2 separate regions of the Triticum aestivum genome follow, and region 2 is linked to region 1. A link is a contact called in public Hi-C data. All regions are on one chromosome and are shown on one strand. Each heading gives the region's core, a stretch centred on a gene start, on an enhancer-like site or on the middle of the called end of the contact. The rest is flanking DNA. Distances are from core to core; before and after follow the strand shown. Region 1 holds the start of LOC123098119 (prolyl 3-hydroxylase 1). Region 2 holds the start of LOC123096992.

What was found. Hi-C and Micro-C count contacts between places; a contact is called where the count stands out from the background.
Region 2: a contact with region 1 is called in a Hi-C map of leaf, with 5 times the contacts expected there. The contact joins the promoter of LOC123096992 here to the promoter of LOC123098119 in region 1. A contact is called at or near these places in 2 of 5 Hi-C or Micro-C datasets (both in leaf).

Annotation. Positions count from the first base shown.
Region 1 is chr4D:390,979,517-390,982,542 of IWGSC CS RefSeq v2.1, reverse strand. It overlaps LOC123098119 (prolyl 3-hydroxylase 1), which reads right to left and starts at 1,723. Exons shown (of 7, transcript XM_044520011.1): 1 at 1,533-1,723; 2 at 1,227-1,429; 3 at 870-942; 4 at 258-353; 5 at 88-138. The coding sequence starts at 1,625.
Region 2 is chr4D:391,415,587-391,419,050 of IWGSC CS RefSeq v2.1, reverse strand. LOC123096992 reads right to left here and starts at 2,074. Exons shown (of 1, transcript XM_044518771.1): 1 at 1,418-2,074. The coding sequence starts at 2,074. The coding sequence ends at 1,418.

The sequences.
Region 1 (3,026 bases), core at 474-2,973:
ATATGATAACCAACATCAGTGAAGGAGAATAGGCATGCTTATACTACAGGAAAAAGAATCTGATCCACACAGAAAACAGAAACGTACCTCATCTACACAATGGACATTACGATTATCAGCAGTGTAGATGACAGCATCCTGAAAACAATATTAATTGTCATAAAATGAAAGAAATTATCCAATAGATTTTAGCCGGTGGAAGATAATATCCACATCAATGATTCTGAAGAAAAATGCATGTAGTGTGTGCTGCTTACACCAGCAACTGGAATAACAGAGGAGGGTTCACCATCCTGAAACTTCAACAGTCCACCCTTAAAGTCCTTTCCATGATTGTTCAAGTAGCAGACAGCCTTTTTAATTGAATCCAGAAGAGGGAAATAAAGTCAGCATGAGAAAGATCACATCTAAAAGAAGCAGAAAAGCAAGTGATCGGTGTGGGCAAAAACTTATTTGTGATCATCATAGCAGAACTAAGAAAACCTCTCCATGTTATGAATGACTTCAATATCTAATCACAATGATAATACACATATCAAAGCATATTTCCAGTGTGTGTTGGTTCTTAACAAACTCATAGTTTCATGGTGATCATTTCTTACATTGTTTATGGAATTGGCAAGCATTTGCAGTAGTCTATTAATGCAAAGCAGGATACATAATGGCATGTTGTTGTTTTACAGCAATACATAACAACATGCTCCTTGTGTATGGTTCGCCAATAAGTAGGCAAATGGGAACTAAATCAACCAAAATGATAGTTAAGCAACTAAGAATTGTGTGATATCACTGTCTCGGAATTAAAAATTCGAGATACAAGGAGAAACCATGCAAACTGACTGAATCCCCCAAATCAAATTGGTCCTCACCGTGAAGGCTCTTTGCCTAAGGTAAGGTTTGTTGTCGTCACTGTGCCATCCAATAGAAGCACCCTTGCACCAACTGCATGCCCAATATAGAGGTTTTGTATAAGGAGAGAATTATAGTGTCAAGTTATGTCAGGTCTCCTACATAAACTACCTTCAAGGTTTATGCGCACCATTAATAAGGTGACAACATTTTCTATAAGGGTTATTATGCATTCGTATAAAGTTAGTGGAGTCATGAGGGTACTGAGCATATATGTAAAATTGATCTGCTCCAAGGAAACATGCTGATACCAATGTGAAACTACTAGGATCGACCAGACAGCATGACATGAAAGAGGTGATGCGACTGTTCAGCACCTGACTAGTCCGGTGAACTCGACGAAGAGGTCGAAGTGGCAGGAGAAGAAGGACTCGACGGCGTCGCGCAGTCGCTCGCGGATGGGCACGAAGGGGAGGAGTAGGTGGCCGCAGCCGGTGGCAGCTAGATGCGGCAGCGATGTAGACACCACCGAAGGCCGGTACCCCGCCGTCCCGCAGCTCCGGTGCACGAACTCCAGCTCCTGGACGCGGTGGCCACCGTATGAGACGGTCGATTCGGATCGCAACAAGCTGGAGTTTAGGGCTCGGAGGAGGAGGGTTTAGGGGGAGGAGCGTGTGATATACCTTGCAGGTCTCGGGGGAGAGGAATCCAGGGAGAAGGAGGCGGACGTTGTCCTCGGCGGCGGTCGGCGGCGGCGAAGCGGCGGTGGTGGCCATGGTTGGAAGAGACTGGAGATGTGGAGGGGAGAGAACAGACCGTGAGACCGGTGGGCCCCGCGGAAGAGGTCTTTGACCACGCTGACTACTCTATCGACGAAATTGAGCAGGATTCTGTTCGAGGCGCACAGGACGAAGGGATATACAGTAGTCGCTCATTACCTGTGCAAAAAAAAAACGATAGTCGCTCATTTACGGCAAAACACAGGGTGCCCTATGCATATTTTCCATGGGGAAGAGGTTGATCAATCCTGTCCTATAGTCCAGATCTAACGCCCGAGATGGTACGGGATGACCGTATCATCTGATGAGCCGTATCATCAGATATCGACCCTAGAGATTCAGCCATGCATCAAGAGAACGTATCAGGTGTACCAACTCAATTCATGCACCAAATGCTCTGTTGCTATATGAGCCATTGGATGGAAAACAAAGGGATATGATCAGGTTGGTAGGTGGATTGTTGAAACATTGCAGTCGACCCACATCTCCCTCTCCTCTAAATAACTCTCCATGTTCAATTTTTTTACTTCAAACAAAAAAGGGATCATATATTTTAAGCGAATCTTTTGATTTCAGAAACGTTTTGACTGCCTTCTTTGTTTTGACGAGATCTTTGAATCAAGATTAATATTAGGTATATTTTTGAAAATTCATATTTTTTGTCTTTTGGAACTTAACTCGAAACTTAACTGATTTTTTTATACAAGTTTTGTAATTTGTCTATGAGAAACATCCGCCTCTCTCACACGTGGGTCTCGCATGCAACATGCTTCTGGTACATCAAGTTTTGAGTCAAGTTTCAAAAAAGCAAAAAAATAATATTTGTTAGAAACATATTCAACATTGATCTTATTTCGAAGATCTTGTCAAGAAAAATATGACGGTCAAAACGGATCTGAAATCAAACATTCAGTTCAAAAAATATGAATCATTTTGTGTTTGGGCCAAAAAAATAAACATGCAATTTTCTGATGGGAGTGTGGGCTGTAGTGTGCGGGTTAATTTCTACAAAGTACAAGGTTGTCTCCGCAAAAAAGTCGTAGTCCAACTTTTGACCATAATCTAGCCCATTTCTTTTTCATCTAAGGGCCCAGAATCCACCGGTGCATTGGGTGCAAAAATTGGCTTGGTGCACAGGATACATTCTCCATGCATCAACTAGCGGTTCTACTGTGCGTAATGTCAGTGGCATGTTCTCCCTCCGTTTCGAAATATAGGTCGCTGAAGATATCCTTCCGACCAGGTGAAAACGATGGATTTTACATCCTGCCCCTACTTTGAATCGGTATCCCCATCGTCGTCTTCCTCCACCCCAGGATTTGAATCCTCCGTCGTCCACCCCTGTCGTCGCCCGCCCCTGCTTCTCCTCAGCGCTCCCAGGCCCAGGTCCCCTGCTTC
Region 2 (3,464 bases), core at 825-3,324, 440 kb before region 1:
TGTCCTTCAGCTAGCGGTCTCTCGCTCCTGGCCTGTGCACCAGATGGATGTTTCGAATGCTTTTCTTCATGGGCATCTTGAGGAACAGGTGTTCTGTCAGCAGCCGACTGGGTTCGTGGATGAGTCTTCTCTGGATCATGTGTGCTTGCTCTCTCGATCTCTGTACGGGCTCAAGCAAGCTCCTCGCGCGTGGTACCAGCGCATCGCAGCATTTCTTACTCAGCTTGGCTTCCGCTCCACTCGCTCCGATGCTTCACTATTTGTCTACCACCAGGGTGATGCTACTGCTTTTCTGCTGCTTTATGTCGACGACATCATTTTGACAGCATGCTCGACTGCCCTTCTTCGACAGCTCACGGATCGTCTTCGTGCTGAGTTTGTCATTAAGGACTTAGGTCCTCTGCACTATTTCCTCGGGATCGAGGTTATTCGTCGAGCAGATGGCTTCTTTCTTCATCAGCGGAAGTATGCTCATGAGCTTCTGGACCGTGCCGGGATGCTTAATTGCAAACCGGCTGCCACACCTATCGATACGAAGGCCAAGCTCTCTGCCACAGATGGTTCTCCTGCTTCAGATGCTCCGTTCTACAGGTCGATTGTTGGTGCTCTTCAGTACCTCATTCTTACTCGTCCGGAGCTCCAGTACGCTGTTCAGCAGGTGTGCCTTCATATGCATGCTCCCCGTGATGCTCACTGGACCGCAGTCAAGCGCATTCTGCGCTATATCCGTGGCACCTTGGATCTTGGGCTGTCACTTCAGGCTTCATCATCTATGGATCTGACGGCTTATTCTGACGCCGATTGGGCCGGCTGCCCTGACACGCGCCGCTCGACCTCTGGTTATTGCGTCTATCTTGGACCATCACTTATCTCCTGGTCGTCCAAGCGGCAGCCCGCTGTCTCCCGCTCCAGTGCTGAAGCGGAGTACCGCGCCGTTGCCAACGTCGTCGCCGAGTGTTCCTGGCTTCGTCAGCTTCTGCATGAGCTCTTGTCTCCGGTTGACAAGGCCACGATTGTCTACTGTGACAATGTTTCTGCGGTCTACCTCTCTGCCAACCCGGTTCATCATCGATGCGCCAAGCACATTGAGATTGATATCCATTTTGTTCGCGAACAGGTAGCTCTTGGTCATGTACGCGTGCTGCATGTCCCTACGTCCCAACAATTTGCTGACATCATGACAAAGGGCTTGTCTACCGCATCTTTCGAGGAGTTCCGATCCAGTCTTTGCGTCGACCATGGTGCCGCTTCGACTGCGGGGGTGTTGAGATGTAGATACATATGTGTATTTCTTGTACAACAAGCCCTCCTCCTTCCATGTATAGTTGAGGACGTGGCTATCCTTTGTACTTATATATACATGCATATTGCACCCGATCAATATATCGTGAGTTGCATAACCTTCTACAATGATCCTCTAATTCGGAAGGGAAAGAGATCGCTCGAACTCGGCGTCCATGAGGACCCCCGCCATGACATGCACCACGGTCTCGTCCCTGACGATATCGACGCACTCCGACCGCACGCCGTTGACGACGAGAGCCCCGTCCACGTCCCTCCACGCGTGCACCTTCAGCCCGGACACGGAGTCCAGGTCCAGCAGCCGCGCCGTCCCGCGCAGAGCCACGTCCCCGGAGCGCAGGCGCAGAGGGACGGCGGAGAAGCCGAGCACGCGAGAGACGACGGCGTAGGTGTCGTCGCTGGCCTTCAGCCCCGCGGCGCTGTCGTTGTGCCGCAGCCCGAGGACGCGGCGGAACGACTCCGGCGAGGGCATGAAGGCGGTGAATGCGAGGTCCCTCGGGAGCATGGACACCATCATTTCGCCGAACTCCCCCAGGCTCGCGCTCATCGCGCCGCAGTGAGCGGGTGGACTAAGCGCGGTCGTGGATGTCGTGTCGACGCCGTGGCGCCGGCGGGATGGCGGCGAGGAGGAGGCGGGAAGGGAGGAGAGCAGGAGGACGATGGAGAGTAGGGTCACCGCGAAGGCGGCGGCGAGGCCGGCAAGGAGAGTGCGTTGCCGCGAGAGCAGCCGCGGCCTGAGAGGGATGAGCATCCTCCTGCTCCCTGCCGCCATCATACTACTCATCTGCTGTGCTGTCTGATGAGTGGGGGGCTTGCATTGGGGGGCTGCACGCTGACATTGCGTTGCGTCGTGTAATTAGCCAGTGGTGCAGTGCAAGGTGAAGGGGGTGGAGGACGTACAAGGGCCGGCGTTGGGGTGGGCGCGGCGCCGCCGTACATGACGGATCTGGCCAGCCCCCGACGCGACGCTGGGAACTGAGCGCGGTAACGTAAACCTTGCTGCAAACTTTAGACGAGAAGAAGAAACGTGAAATGTTGGGCAGGTCAGCGCAGGATGGAAATGGGCTCGGTCGGCCCGCCGGGTCGCTGATCCGACCTAAAAATTCAAGGCCAGTGGGTCATGTGCGTTGGTCTCAAACAAGATTTGGGTCAACATAGCCGGCACTAGATGACTCACTCGGTCAGTCAGGTCGGCCTACCTTATAGTTTTATATCTCACAACAACTTCAATCTTCATCGCCCTCGCGCCGTCGTTGTTGTAGGACCCAATTTTGCGACGCGGTGTGTCGCATAATTTCCGACAAATGCTCGCATATATGAACAACAAAATTATCATGATATGTTTCGGCAAGAGGCGGAGCTACAGACCCACAAGCAGACGACTTGATTTTTTCTATTAACCAGATTTTTTTTTCTATTAACCCTTGGCCTCACAAATTAGCCTTGGGCCATAGTGGCTGAGTCCAAGGCTAGCTCCGGGCCGGCTCATTCTCATCCCGATGGTCAGGCGCGAGACAACCCGCGCTTTGGGCGGGTGAGGTTTTTCACGAGAGTTTGCGCGAACGAGATGTGTGTCGATTTCCATGTCCCATACGGCGTTTGATAACCGTTTTTTTCCGCCGCAAGCCAAGGCAGATCCCTTTTTTTTTTTTTTGAAATTGCCAAGGCAGATCCCTAGTTGGTGCGTAGATAGCCAAATAGGACAGATCCTATTTGGCGCATAGGTGGCAGAATAGTGACCTAGTGCGTAGGCCCTGCTCCCCCTCTGCATACACTTGAGTCGGCCCAGCTAGCTCCTTTCCTATCTTGAGAAGGTTCTTGAACCTTTCCTAACCTATTCTGTGTGTTCTTTCGGTTTTTCGGCCTTTTTCATTTTCATTCTTTCCTTTCTTTTTCCATTTTAGTTTTTTCTTTCTATTTTCTATTTTTATCCTTTTCTATTTTTAAATATTTTTCGTGTTTGTTTTCCTCATTTATCTTTTCCTTTTTTTCCTGTATCATCTACATTTTGCGGTCTCTCTCAAATTTCAGAATTATTTTTTGAAATCATGACAATTTTATGAAATCATGAAATGTTTTCCAAACCAGGAACATTTCTCAAATTCACAAATATTTTTTTCAAATCATGAACATTTTTATACTTTGCAAACAATTTCTAAATT